Regions from separate parts of the Mus musculus genome. Here regions 1, 3 and 4 are each linked to region 2. Evidence: chromatin contacts called from public promoter capture Hi-C data. All regions are on one chromosome and are shown on one strand. The core of a region is the stretch at or near the end of the contact, and the rest is flanking DNA. Distances in the headings are between cores, read along the strand shown. Region 1 holds the start of Iqgap3 (IQ motif containing GTPase activating protein 3). Region 2 holds the start of Cks1b (CDC28 protein kinase 1b). Region 3 holds the start of Snapin (SNAP-associated protein). Region 4 holds the start of Ints3 (integrator complex subunit 3).

The links. Promoter capture Hi-C pulls out the DNA fragments that hold promoters and counts their contacts.
Region 1: a promoter capture Hi-C map of liver shows a contact between it and region 2, with 2.0 times the contacts expected there. The contact joins the promoter of Iqgap3 here to the promoter of Cks1b in region 2. A contact is called at or near these places in 1 of 39 promoter capture datasets (liver), 1 of 484 Hi-C or Micro-C datasets (B cells) and 1 of 115 datasets of contacts at active chromatin or transcription factors (microglia).
Region 3: a promoter capture Hi-C map of pre-B cells shows a contact between it and region 2, with 3 times the contacts expected there. The contact joins the promoter of Snapin here to the promoter of Cks1b in region 2. A contact is called at or near these places in 3 of 39 promoter capture datasets (erythroid cells, neutrophils and pre-B cells).
Region 4: a promoter capture Hi-C map of second pharyngeal arch cranial neural crest shows a contact between it and region 2. The contact joins the promoter of Ints3 here to the promoter of Cks1b in region 2. A contact is called at or near these places in 4 of 39 promoter capture datasets (cranial neural crest, liver and second pharyngeal arch cranial neural crest).

Annotation. Positions count from the first base shown.
Region 1 is chr3:88,080,252-88,083,311 of GRCm38.p6, reverse strand. It overlaps Iqgap3 (IQ motif containing GTPase activating protein 3), which reads right to left and starts at 1,261. Exons shown (of 38, transcript NM_001033484.1): 1 at 1,220-1,261. The coding sequence starts at 1,256.
Region 2 is chr3:89,416,586-89,420,031 of GRCm38.p6, reverse strand. Cks1b (CDC28 protein kinase 1b) reads left to right here and starts at 1,741. Exons shown (of 3, transcript NM_016904.1): 1 at 1,741-1,877. The coding sequence starts at 1,819. It also overlaps a transcript of Shc1 not described here.
Region 3 is chr3:90,489,228-90,492,605 of GRCm38.p6, reverse strand. It overlaps Snapin (SNAP-associated protein), which reads left to right and starts at 1,593. Exons shown (of 4, transcript NM_133854.3): 1 at 1,593-1,774; 2 at 2,012-2,058; 3 at 2,334-2,452; 4 at 3,013-3,378. The coding sequence starts at 1,632. The coding sequence ends at 3,114.
Region 4 is chr3:90,432,214-90,435,464 of GRCm38.p6, reverse strand. It overlaps Ints3 (integrator complex subunit 3), which reads left to right and starts at 1,829. Exons shown (of 30, transcript NM_145540.3): 1 at 1,829-2,661. The coding sequence starts at 2,515.

The DNA.
Region 1 (3,060 bases), core at 12-2,511, 1.3 Mb after region 2:
CTTCCCATCTTTCTCATGAACCCCCTTCACTGTCATCCTTGGGAGCATGGCTGACATCATCAACCATTAGCGCAGTCATTCATTCATGCCAGACCTTTCTGGGCTACGGAGTACTCCTATTTTGCCTTAGCCACAGTCTTACTACCTCTCTATGTTTTTCATGGGGAACACACTATAAACATAAACACGGGACAGCTGCGCACAGGAGCAACGAACAACCGAGCTCAGAGAATACGCAAGAGACAGCATGGTCTCTCTGTCTTTGACTGGGCACTCCAGTCATTTTTATTCCTTATCCCATTTCCTCATCTTGGATATCCTGCAGTATGACTTCAGGAAGGGCTGGGCTTATTTGAATTGGCAGTTCAACAGACACACGCTTCCAAATACAGATTTGAAAGTGCTGGCCAACAGCAGAAAAATCCCCTGATTGCTCTGAGGGAGTTTACAAAGGAACAAGAGTTGGTTGTTGAAGCATGGAAAATAAACCAGTAAGTGAGTGACATCACCTCAGAGTTATGAATTGGGAACTCAGCGAGGTGGAATGGGAGGGGCCTTGAGCAAGGGAGGCGCTAGCCTCCTGCCTGCACACACGCCCACATACCAGAGTGTCTCAAAAACAAACAAACAAACAAACAAACAGGTTTCCTGGAGCTTCCGTTCCTTCATGAGGTGGATGGACATTGTTTTTCATTCAGATGGTCAGGTGGAATCCTTTCCACCCTCCCCACCAACCCGAGTTTTTCTCAGCCCGAGTTACCATGTTTCAGGTAGCCCAGGCTGTCCTCTCTATACTATGTAGCTAACAATGACCATGAACTTTTGACCTTCGGCCTCCACTTTGCAACTGTTGGAATTACTGGAGTGCGCTGCCAAACCGGCCCTCCGGGTTCTGCATTTTAAAAAAGCGTCCAGGTGATCAGGCGTCAAGTCATTTGGGAGGCAGCGTCTCAATGCGGAATCCCGTCCCGTGGCACTTTTTGGCAAATACAGTAACTGCTGAGTTTTAAGGGGCCATTTAGATCATCTAGACTCCTCCACCCTGGAGCCCCAGAAACTGGGAAAAAGGGAGTGCGCCCTTTGAAGGGTTTGCAGCTCAGTTACCTGGAGCACACTTCGGCGAATTCCCGGGGGAGCAGTGCTCCGGGCAGCCAATCCCGCGAAAACCAAGCCCCGCCAGCAGCACCCCGCTCCACCCTCAGATCCTTCCCGCACTCACAGGCTGTCCGAGCTCGGCCTGCCGCGCACGGCTCCATGTTCCTTCTCCTGCCAGTTTTGAATCTCCCGCCGCTGGGACACCACCCCTCACTGCGGTCACGCCGGGATGGGACGCTTCCCGTTCGTGCCGCAGGGAACCCTGGGTTTTGTAGTTCCTCTTAGAGATCGTGAGCTAGCTTAGGTCAGTTTCTTGATTTGCTTTCTCTAAGGCCCCGCTGCTCATCTGGCTTTTTAACAAATAGTCCTTGCAGCTGCCCTTCCTTTCACTAACCTGTCCTACTTCCTATAGAATTCCTGGGCCTCCCTGTGTGCTATTTGGTGTTTTACTCTGAACTAGATGACAAATGCAGGGATATACATGTTCTAGACTAGTGCTGTTACAGCAACAACAGATAGCACAGTCAAAAGCTTGGAGGTCTATGCCGCACAGAGGGAAAGATCCACTGCAGTGGAGGCAGAGACCTTCCTAGTGAAGGCTTCAGCTGATCTTGAGCAGGACAGAAAAACAGATTAATTAAAAGGGTGTGGGAAGGGAAAGGAGGTCCCGCCACCATGGAGTCTGGTTGAAATCGCCAGCTAAGGGTTGGGGCTGGAGAGATGGATCAGCGGTTAAGACCACGGGCTGCTTTTCCAGAGAATTCGGGTTCAATTCCCCGCATCCATATAATAGCTTACAACTGTCCCAACTACAGCCTCAGGGGGTCCGACATCCTCACACAAACATACATGCAGGCAAAACACCAATGCACATAAAATAAAAGTAACTAAATAAGTCATTTTAAAAAAAAAGAGAGATGGCTCAGCAGTTAAGAGCACTGACTGCTCTTCTGAGCCACCAACCACATGGTGGCTCACAACCATCCATAATGAGATCTGATGCCCTCTTCTGGTGTGTCTGAAGGCAGCTACAATGTACTTACATATAATAAATAAATAAATAAATAAATAAATCTTTAAAAGAAAAAAAAAAAAAACTTCTCCTGGAGTGGCACATTCTTTTAATACTAGGGGAGGCAGAGGCAGGAAGATCTCTGTGAGTTTGAGGCCAACTCTGGTCCACAGAGCAAGTTTCAGGACAGTCAGGGCTACACAGAGAAACAGGGTCTTGAAAAACAAACAACAAACAAAAGACTTCCTACACAACTAACAAAGTCAATGTGAAGATTATTTATAGAGATAATATTCCTTCTATACAGAAATATTTCAAATGACACAATATGAGGAATAAATATGACAACACTTTATACACATATATGAAATTGCTCCTTTTCTCCATTTTGTATACTCCAGGGTCCCCTGTCCAGGGAATGGCCCCACCCACAATTAAAAAGGGTCTACCTAATCAATTAACATGGCCAAGATAATCTCTCACAGGCAAGCTCTTTTTTTTTCTTTTTTCTTTTTTGTAATAGTGAAGGACTGGCTATAGATCCTCTTTGAGTGTCTGGTAGAATTCGTCTGTGAATCCATCTGGCCTTGGATTCTTTATTTAGCTCCTCTTGTCTCTCTAACTTCTGGAGCCATTCTTTCTGATCCTTTAATACAGGCATCTTATAGATTCCCCCTGTAGGGCTGCTTTCCATGTGTGCCAGAGGTGTCCTTGGTTTAGTTACAGGGAGATTGATTGATTGATTGATTTCTTCATTAACTCCAGTGATGAGTTGTTAAATCTCCATGAGTTTGCATATTGACTAGAAATTTTTGGTGTCAATTTCAAGTTTTATTGCATTGTGTTCTGATAGGATATAAGGAGTTATTTCCATCTTCCTGAATATATAAAGACCTGTTTTGTGTCCCAGATATGGTCTACTTTAGAAAAGTTTCCATGCCTGGCTGAGTGGA
Region 2 (3,446 bases), core at 492-2,991:
TCTGTCATTCTGTTTGCTAAGACCTCAGCTCTTACACTCCCAATCACACAAACACACCATGGTGTCATCTTGAGAGATGGCTCTTCCTGGGAGCTTTCATATCGGAAGGCCAGGGATGAGCAAGAGGTGCCCGCATTTGGAAGAAAAAGTCAACACGAGCCTTTAAGTTTGCTTAGAGATTGCCTCCTGCACCCAAGGCTAGGTAGTAAGGGCAGGAGAAAAGCCGCGTTAAACACCTCGGCACAGCAGGGAGGAAGCTGGAGGGGCAGGAAATAGCAGGAAATGGCGAAAGCCTCAGGAATGTTTCCAGCAGGGAAGGTTAGGCAAGTGGGGCCAGGATGAATGCCAAACTAGAATATCTGGATAGGGGGAGGGGTCTTGTAAAAACAGCGGAAAGGACGAGAACCTCTACTCCTGTCTCCAAAACAGTTTTTCTTTTGACAGCAGGAAAACTTTGACTCCCGTTAGGCTCACACAAACCAATGCTTAGTCCAATCCAGGCATGGGAAGGTGCCATCTATGGCTGTCTTTGGGATGGGGTCTCAAAGGAGTCAAGAGTCTCCTTTCCTTCATCCACTCTCCAGCTGTAAACGAAATTCAGTCCCTTCGACTTAATTCACTCTCGAAGGTTACGGGGGTGGGCGAAGAGGGGAGAGGGGCGACGCTGCTAATAAGCTCACTCCTTACAACCACAAATTTCAACCCCCCACCTTATGGAGCACCAGAGCTCAGGAGAATTAAGCCCAAAGCTTAAAACAAGGAGAGGGATATAGAAGCGGATGAAACGTCAGGCATTTAAGACCTGGGTTTTGCGGCACTGACCCAAGCCCAAGAGGAAGGAGAATCCTGAGGGGACAAGGTCCCTAAACAGGGAGTACGGCACATTCCCAGGATCGGACGTGGACAGTGGAAGGGGCGGGTCCCAAAGGGGCGGGGTCCCAAAGAGGCGTCACTTCTACAAAGTCACATCGGTCTTTCAAAAGCACGGTTTTCCCTCTTTTGGAAGCCAGGCAATGGATAGACTGGGTTCAACCGAGAATCCTGAAGAGGCAGACTCAGAGAGAGAACAAGGAAGACTAATCATATGGTGCTGGGAAACACGTCTGGGGGTGCGATTCCCAGGAAAGTAAGACCACAGGGTGTGGTCGCGATCATAAGAGACAAGTCGGGGTTCAGGGAGCCCCTTGAAGTAGGAAGGTGGGACTTCCGGAGAGGGGTCTCGGGGGCGGGACTTATACAGCAAGACCGGAAGTAGGGTCCTGGGAGAGGGGTTCCGGGGTGGAAGAGGAGTTGGTCGCCACAGAAAGAAAGTCTAGACTTACCAGGGTCTCATGGAGTCTCCGCACCGCACCGCGGGCCGATCTGGTTCCGGATCACGCAACTGTCTGCTTAAGTCACCGCCCCAACTTTCACCCCAGCCTGGGCCTCCCCAGACAAACTTTATTACACTCACTTCCGGCCTCACTAACCCCTGACCCCCTACCTCGCTGTCCCTCCTTTACCCGTCTGCTTTCCAAAGTTGGCCAATGGCTGCGCCAGCAGGCTCAAGGGGCGCAGTGAGAGCCAATGAGAATCCTAGTTTGACCCAGCTCATTCTTCAGAAACCTGAGCACAGCACTCCATTTACGACTTGAAGAGACGCCAAAGCAAGCCAATCGAGGACTTCAAAATGGAGCTGTCCCGCCTTCGGCCGCAGAGACCAATAGGAAGTGCGGGCGGTGTGTTTGAAAGCGAGGCCAAAGAGGGTGGGAGCGCGTGCTGCTGGGAGTTGTCTGGAGGCCTGCGGCGCGGGGCTGAGCGCCCTCGGACAGAGCAATCATGTCCCACAAACAAATCTACTATTCGGACAAATACGACGACGAGGAGTTCGAATACCGGTTAGTGCCGGCGCGGGGACTACAGACAAAAGAGAGCACGCGAGGAGTTAGTTACCTAGGCCGGAGTGGGAGGCGGGGGATGGGGGCGGGGGACAGTGTAGAACGGGCGCGTGCGCAAGGAATTACCGGGGAGTGGGGTGGGGGTGGGATTGGGTACAGCAGCAAAGCACATGCGCAAAAGGTGGACGGAGGATGTAAAACAATGAAAGGGAACTTAGAGTTGGCCGGCTGTTAAATTGAAGCGTCTTGTAGCTCTGATCAGTTTTACCTCTGGGAATTCACATCACTAAAGCAACTTTGTTGTGGCGATTTCCCTAATAGGAACTGCTCGCGTTACTGAAATCTCAAAGTCTGCTGGGAGAAAGAAGGTAGCCCGTGCAGAACTGAAAGTTTCATGCTCTTGATGAAAGGACGGTTCTAAGAGAGCCTCAGTGTTGGTGGTTTTTAGTTTATAAAAAAGATGAGTAGTTGTCAGCCTTGTTTTAGATAGGCTTTTACAGGACTTGGAGTGGCATGAAGACTGTGGCCGTGGGTAGATACCTTTCAAATACTTGATCATTCATGGCGCGCATAGAGGTTTCAAGTGTTTTCTGTTAAGGTGCAAGATAAGCTGGTACGGTAGCTCACATCTTTAATCTCAGCATTCTGGAAGCTGAGGCTGCAGGATTGTCATAGGGTCCAGCCCAGATCACACTACAGATGGAACCTTGTCTCAAGTGTAAAGTACTCAGCTGTTTTCCACGTCTGTAACAATGTTACACTTACAGCATTTGCATGGCTGGAGAAATGAGTGGCTTCATCTCTGGGAAGCTGTAACTCCAGCTTAGCCTTGGCATTTTTGTTTAAAGGAGGGGTTTGTTTGGGTTTCTTTTTTTTTTTTCTTTTTTTTCTTTTTTTTCTTTTTTTTTTTTTTTTTTTGGTTCTGTGTATCGAAGTCACAGTTAGAATGGAAGCTCTTTTCTGACATTTGGACAACAATGGGGTGGGGCTCTTGTTATTATCACAAAGGAAGAAGCATTTAGTACATCTTCACTGAGCATGATAAAGTAAATCTACTTGGGGTAGCCTGAGTCAAGTCAGGTAATTTTTTGCCATAAACTTATGTTTGGGAAAGCTTGGGATTTTCCAAGTATCATAGCACATCCCTTAGAAGTATGAACATTTGCATGTTTGTCTTCATACCTGTTCCGTAAAAGGCCTTTCCACACAGTCCTAGAGTAGGTAACCAGCTAGAGGCCTGTGAGGCCTGTGATCAAAGGAGAAACAAATATCGTCAGTATCTCATACCCAGGAGTCACACATCAAATTGCTCATTTGTGGTTTTAATAACTCTTATGAAAGTGGTGAAAACCCATGGTGTTTTTATTTTGGTTTTGCTTTCTTTCTTGTTTTTGTTTGTTGTTGTTTCGTTGTGGTTGTGGTTGTTTGGTTTTGTGTTTTTGAGACAGGGTTCATCTGCTGCTGTGGTTGTCCTGGAACTTGCCCTGTAGACCAGGCTGGCCTCAACTGAGACCCACCTGCCTCTGCCTCCTGAGTGCGGGGATTAAAGGAGTGCCCACACTGGGCTAG
Region 3 (3,378 bases), core at 344-2,843, 1.1 Mb before region 2:
TCATGGTGGCACAGACCTGTAACTCCAGCACTTGAAAGACTTAAAACAGAGCTTGTACACTATGCCCCTCCTTAGAATTGGGAACAAAACACCCATGGAAGGAGTTACAGAGACAAAGTTTGGAGCTGAGATGAAAGGTTGGACCATGTAGAGACTGCCATATCCAGGGATCCACCCCATAATCAGCATCCAAACGCTGACACCATTGCATACACTAGCAAGATTTTATCGAAAGGACCCAGATGTAGCTGTCTCTTGTGAGACTATGCCGGGGCCTAGCAAACACAGAAGTGGATGCTCACAGTCAGCTAATGGATAGATCACAGGGCTCCCAATGGAGGAGCTAGAGAAAGTAGCCAAGGAGCTAAAGGGATCTGCAACCCTATAGGTGGAACAACATTATGAACTAACCAGTACCCCGGAGCTCTTGACTCTAGCTGCATATGTATCAAAAGATGGCCTAGTCGGCCATCACTGGAAAGAGAGGCCCATTGGACAAACAAACTTTATATGCCCCAGTACAGGGGAACGCCAGGGCCAAAAAGGGGGAGTGGGTGGGTAGGGGAGTGGGGGTGGGTGGCTATGGGGGACTTTTGGTATAGCATTGGAAATGTAAATGAGCTAAATACCTAATAAAAAATGGAAAAAAAAAAACAGAGCTTGTGAGCTCAAGGCTAGCCTTGGTAACACGGCAGGACTTTCTCTAACAAAAATAGCAAATCTTTAGAAATAAAACTCGAGGGCAGTGGTGGGATACACCTTTAATCCCAGCACTGGAGTTCAAGGGCAGCCAGAGTGAGTTCCAGGACAGCCAGGGCCACACAAAGAAATCCTGTCTGCAAGAAAGAGGGAGAGGGAGATAGATGGGGAGAGGGCAAAAAAAAAAAAAAAAAAAAAAAAAGAGGGAGTGGGAGAGAGGAAGAGAGAGAAAAGAAAGAACCCTTAACATGAATATTACATGGCTTTCTCATCAATTCCCATGGAGAAGGCTATGGACAATAGCACTTAGATGGCTCAGCGGTTAGGAGTACTAACTGCTCCTGAGTTCAAAACACAGCAACCTTCAAATCCCAACAACCACATGGTGGCTCACAACCAGCTGTAATGAGATCTGATGCCCTCTTCTGGCGAGTCTGAAGACAGCTACAATGTACTTACATATGATAAATCTTTTTTAAAAAGGAAAGAAGGAAGAGGAAGAAGAGGAAGAAGAAGTAGAAGAGGAGGAGGAGGAGGAAAGAGAGAGAGAAAGGAAAGAAAGAAAGGAAGGAAGGAAGGAAGGAAGGAAGAAAGAAAAGAAAGAAAGAAAGAAAGAAAGAAAGAAAGAAAGAAAGAAAGAAAGAAAGAAAGAAAGAAAGAAAGAAAGAAAGAAAGAAAGAAAGAAAAGATCAGCCTGGTTTACATAGTTACAGGGCAATCTATCTCCAGAAGTCTAGATCCGCCCCCTACAGGCCCATGGAAGAAGAGGCTCTGGTCCCGGCCCGCTTGCCGGGGCTCACTGAGGACTCCATTTCCCAGCTATCCCACTGCCGTCTGGGCTGTATATCTAAGCGCCCTCTCGCGGTGCACAGCGGCGGTCTGGAGTTCCCGGCGACCCTCGCGGCAGGCTGAGGGCGTCAGGGCAGTTCGCGATGGCCGCGGCTGGTTCCGCTGCTGTGTCAGGGGCCGGGACCCCAGTGGCGGGGCCCACAGGCCGCGACCTCTTTGCCGAGGGGCTCCTGGAGTTCCTGCGACCCGCGGTGCAGCAGCTCGACTCTCACGTGCACGCGGTCAGGTGCAGGACCGGGTTGCTGGGGGCGGGGCCTAGGGAACTGGCTTTGTAGGGGCGGGGCCCCGAAGAAATACTAGATACATTCTTGAGACACTGATGTTGAGACTGGGTAAATAGGCGGAAGGGCCTGGGTGAGGCCTTGAAGTTGAGGTTGGCTTGTCTCAGTATTTGGGGAATAAGTAGAATTCGTTTCCCGCGTCCCAGTCACTGACCGTTGTAGACTTTTGTACCACTTTGCAGAGAAAGCCAAGTAGAGCTCCGGGAACAAATTGACAACCTAGCTACAGGTGAGTGAGCAGCCAGGATACCTAGAATCCCTGATCTCACTTTCGGGAACTTTGTTTCCCCAGGTTTTAGGCTAAGTTTCTGTCACTTGCTTCTCAATATCAGAACTACCCAAGGACTCCAATTTCTGGGGATATTTTAGGACAGAATGGAAGAAGGGAAGGTGTCTGTGGCCCACACAAGACTGCAAGAGTATTTTTCATCCCATTCCTCTCTTCCATTCCCTAAGAACAAAAAATGAGCCATTAGATGTTGGTTGCCCATTTCCTCTTCCCAGAACTGTGCCGGATCAATGAGGATCAGAAAGTGGCCCTGGATCTGGACCCCTATGTTAAGAAGCTGCTTAATGCCAGGCGACGAGTTGTCTTGGTCAACAATATTTTACAGAATGCACAGGTAAAATAATAAAATAGTAATAATAATAATAATCCCAGCAGTGCATGGTGGTACATGCTGTAGTTTCAGCATTTGGTAGGCTAAGGCAAGAAGGATGGCTTGAACTTTGAGCAGAGCCTGGACTATCAAATCAGCTAGGGCTACATAGCATGACCCTCTTTCAAAAAAATTTCTTCTTGTTTATCCTGCTTTATGTCTTCAACACTGTGAAGCAACTATGGGGGAAAAGAGTGGTGTTAACTAATCTGATAATAAAGGCCCATATTCCCCTCACCCCATTACTAGGCCTCAAACTAGACAAGTGCCAATTCTTAACTTCTAATTCTTAACTTCTAGTGGCTGTCATTTACAAGTCCATTTTAACGTAAAGGGCTGGCTTGAAAAGAGCCAAAGCCAGCTGGACATATAAGCAGGCAAATTTCTGAGTTTGAGGCCATCCTGGTCTACAGAGCAAGTTCCAGGGCTACACAGAGAAAAAACAGTCTGGGGACAGGGGCAGAGGGGACTCAGTTAAAACCTTTTACAGCAGTCATTAGATTCCCCATCTTCCTGTCTTACAGGAACGACTAAGGCGGTTAAACCACAGCGTGGCCAAGGAAACAGCTCGCAGGAGAGCTATGCTGGATTCAGGAGTTTACCCTCCTGGTTCTCCAAGCAAATAAGCACGGGCCCGTGACCTGAGTATACAAGTACAATTCTCCAACGGCTTTGTCTGGTAGACACGAGAAGATTCCAGGAAAGTCTCTGTAGACCTTTGATTTTTTTTGCACTATGTACTCATTCATGTAGCCGCCTCAAGAAACATGCGTACGGCAGGACTATTTCCTAAAGAACCTCCATCACAGCTTGTCCATCCAAGAAAGAGCCTCTACCTTTTGGGTTTTGTTAATCTTGAGACAAGATCTCAGTATGTAGTCCCGGCTGGC
Region 4 (3,251 bases), core at 580-3,079, 1.0 Mb before region 2:
TTATTATTATTATTGTTTTTTTTTCAAGACAGGGCTACTCTGTGTAGCCCTGGCTGTCCTGGAACTCACTCTGTGGACCAGGCTGACCTCGAACTCAGAAATCTGCCTGCCTCTGCCTCCCAAGTGCTGGGATTAAAGGCGTGCGCCACCACTTCCTGAGTGAATGCAGCTTTGCAGATGGAAGGCAAGCACCCCAGCGCCAGCCCCCACTACACTATACAGTGCTTATTTAAAGATGCTATAAAGCACAATTGTGGTGGTGCACACATGCAGTCCTAACTCTTGAGAGGATCAGGAAAGTCATCCTTACCTACATAGGAACAAGTGTCTCAAAAAACAATAAATGAATTTTTAAAATTAAAAAAAGCACATGGAAGTTCCCTGGCAGGGCATTTACCTATTTTGAATTCCTGAGTTCAATCATCAGTACCACAAACAAACCCAGTACACTTCAAAAAAAAAAAAAAAATGGAAAGAATATTCAGTATTATACATCTTTTTTCCTTCCTTCTTTTCTTTTTTCTTTTTTTTTTTTTTTTTTTGTTTTTTTGAGACAGGGTTTCTCTGTGTAGCCCTGGCTGTCCTGGAACTCACTTTGTAGACCAGGCTGGCCTCGAACTGAGAAATCCACCTGCCTCTGCCTCCCGAGTGCTGGGATTAAAGGCGTGCACCACCACGCCCGGCCCTTTCTTTTTCTTCTTTCCATCCAATACATGTGTCCCGGTTATATTAAGCTATTGTAATGACTTGTTTGTAGTTCCGAGGCTGAATCAGTCCTTTACCTAGAAGTTATTCAAAGCTTACTCAGGAGGATTGTAGAATGCCAGAAGTGTATTTGGAGATCGGCCAGTCCGGGTCTTATTTTATTTGTAATTAGGATACAGAAGTCCCTGGGAGGCAGAAAGAATGCCACAAAAGTGAGGCCAGCTTGGGTTCAAGAGTGCTTCACTCCCAAAACAGTAGCTATGGAACTTGGAATTCTTCCAAGGACATTGTTAACAATTTACCTGCCCACTGGCCTTGAAAATGGATAGTGCAGGAAAATAGGCCTATATCTACAAATGGGGGACGGAAGGGGAACATGAATTTGATGGGCCAGCTTCCCACGTATTAGGATGGCAGGCATATATTACCACACCCACCTTAGAGCTGTGGACAGCAATAGGCTCATACGCCTAAAAATGAAAAGTTCTGTTGAGAGACGCACGGTAAAAGAACTCTCATACAATCAAGCCCTACTATGATCACAACAAACCACAACTCTCAATGGATTGTGTGTGTGTAAATACAATAGGCTTCAGTGACATTTGTCAGTCCCAGAGTCTCAAAAGACGAGGTCCCATCACTTAGTAAACTGTGTTAAAGCGAGTGCTGGTACGATTCTAACTATTTGGTTTGCACTAGAGAATCAATGCACTTTTTTTGTTTTCAAATTGTTACTAATAATTGCACACCCAAGAGCTCATACAATCGGCCGCGTGTAGCATTTTTAGTTCAGGAAGTAGCTTCAGACCCTGAGGGCGTTTGCTACGCGACTGCGTAGGGGTTGGGACTCGGCAGCTCCTTTTCCTGAATAGACACTTATGGGCTAGGTTTCCATCCTCCCAGCCTACTACCCAAGGACAACGTTCCGAACACCTGTAGGGAGTGGAGCAAGAGGGAAACGTCGCGCATGCGTGTTGGCGCGCGCAGGCGCAGCCCGGCTTTTTCCGGATCGCCCAGCAGTAGCACCCACTCCGTACCTCCCGTCCCGCCTCCAGATGCAGAGGAAGGATGCGATTGGGCACACTTGTTGCCCGTCAGACCAGACTCAATTCTTCTCCCTACAATTGGCAGCCCGGGAAAAGGCCAGTCCGCCGTCGTCGGCTTACTCCTTAGAGACCTGGCGCCACCGCGGAAGCCGCTATTGGCGGACGCCCGGGACCGCGACTGCTCACTTCCGGCGCCGGCGACGACTCTGCCCGCTCGGGCACTCTCAGCCTCCCCCGCCCTTCCACCATGGCCGCCTCTGTGTGGTGTGGGGAGAAGCTGGTCCTCCCATAGCGCTCCTGCTGCATCCTCACCCGCTAGGGGCCGGATTCCAAGGAACCGCGTTTCCCAATCCCGCCGGGAAGGTTTCCCACTCCCAATTCAGGGCCAGGACTCCTTCCCACGCCTCGAGAGGCAGAAACTTAGGGTTTCCCCTCCTTTCAGGATAAGAAGCCAGAGGGTTTCCCCCTCCACTTCTGCAAGGGTGGCAGCCTTGCCTATCTCCCTGCAGGACACAAGACCCTTAGTCTACCATACTTCTGCGCAAAAGCTTTGCCCCAGCCCGGCCACTCCTGAGGGAGCATCTAGAGAACCCGCGCCTTCCCCCTCCGCAGGAGAGGAGGCAAGAGTGCGGAAAGCCAGGCCTGTCGGCCTCCCTCCCACTTGTTCCTCTTGCTCCTCGTCCTTGGCAAGCCAGAGTTCTCCATTTCTAGGACTTAACACCCGTCTACTCCCTTGACCTCTTCTGGTCTCTTGGCTGCAGCCATGGAGTTACAGAAGGGAAAGGGGACCGTAGCAGCTGCTGCATCAGGAGCAGCGGGAGGTGGAGGAGGAGGAGCGGGAGCAGGAGCCCCAGGAGGGGGGAGGCTGCTACTTTCAACCAGTTTGGATGCCAAGGATGAGTTAGAGGAGGTAGGTGTGGGGGGTGGGGAAGGGAGTAAGGAATTGGGTTGAGGAGGGATGCTGGATCGCATATGGGGTGGGGGTGGGGAGAAAAGGCCTTCAAGTTTATTTTATTTATTTATTATTATTATTATTTTTTTTTTGTAAGGCAGAAACATTGCTCTTGCTTCCTGCTTCTGGAGGAAGAAGTGTGGGTCAATTTCCTGGACAGGTTGCCCTAGTAACAGCTGCCGCTATTAAGAAAATGGGTGTGAGGGGTGTTGGTTACAGAAGGGATGTAGCATCAGTACTGACCAAAGTTATTTTCATTTCTTCCCACATACACACCAATAGCTATCTAAAATATCCACCCTATTTGAGAGTGTTAAGTTGAAAAGTATATATGTGTTTACAGGCAGGTGTCTGAGGATTGGCAACTTCCTACAGACTTGGCCCCTCTTCTTAGATGGTATCATTGACTGTGTGTGGATACAGACACTTGTCAGTGATTTTAACCGAGCATTTATAGAGTGAGTGAAGACTTACAAGTAAGTAGTATCTAGTTTGGTAATATCAGTCATAGCAGTGGGGTGAGCCAGTATATAGGGGACTGCTTTCCT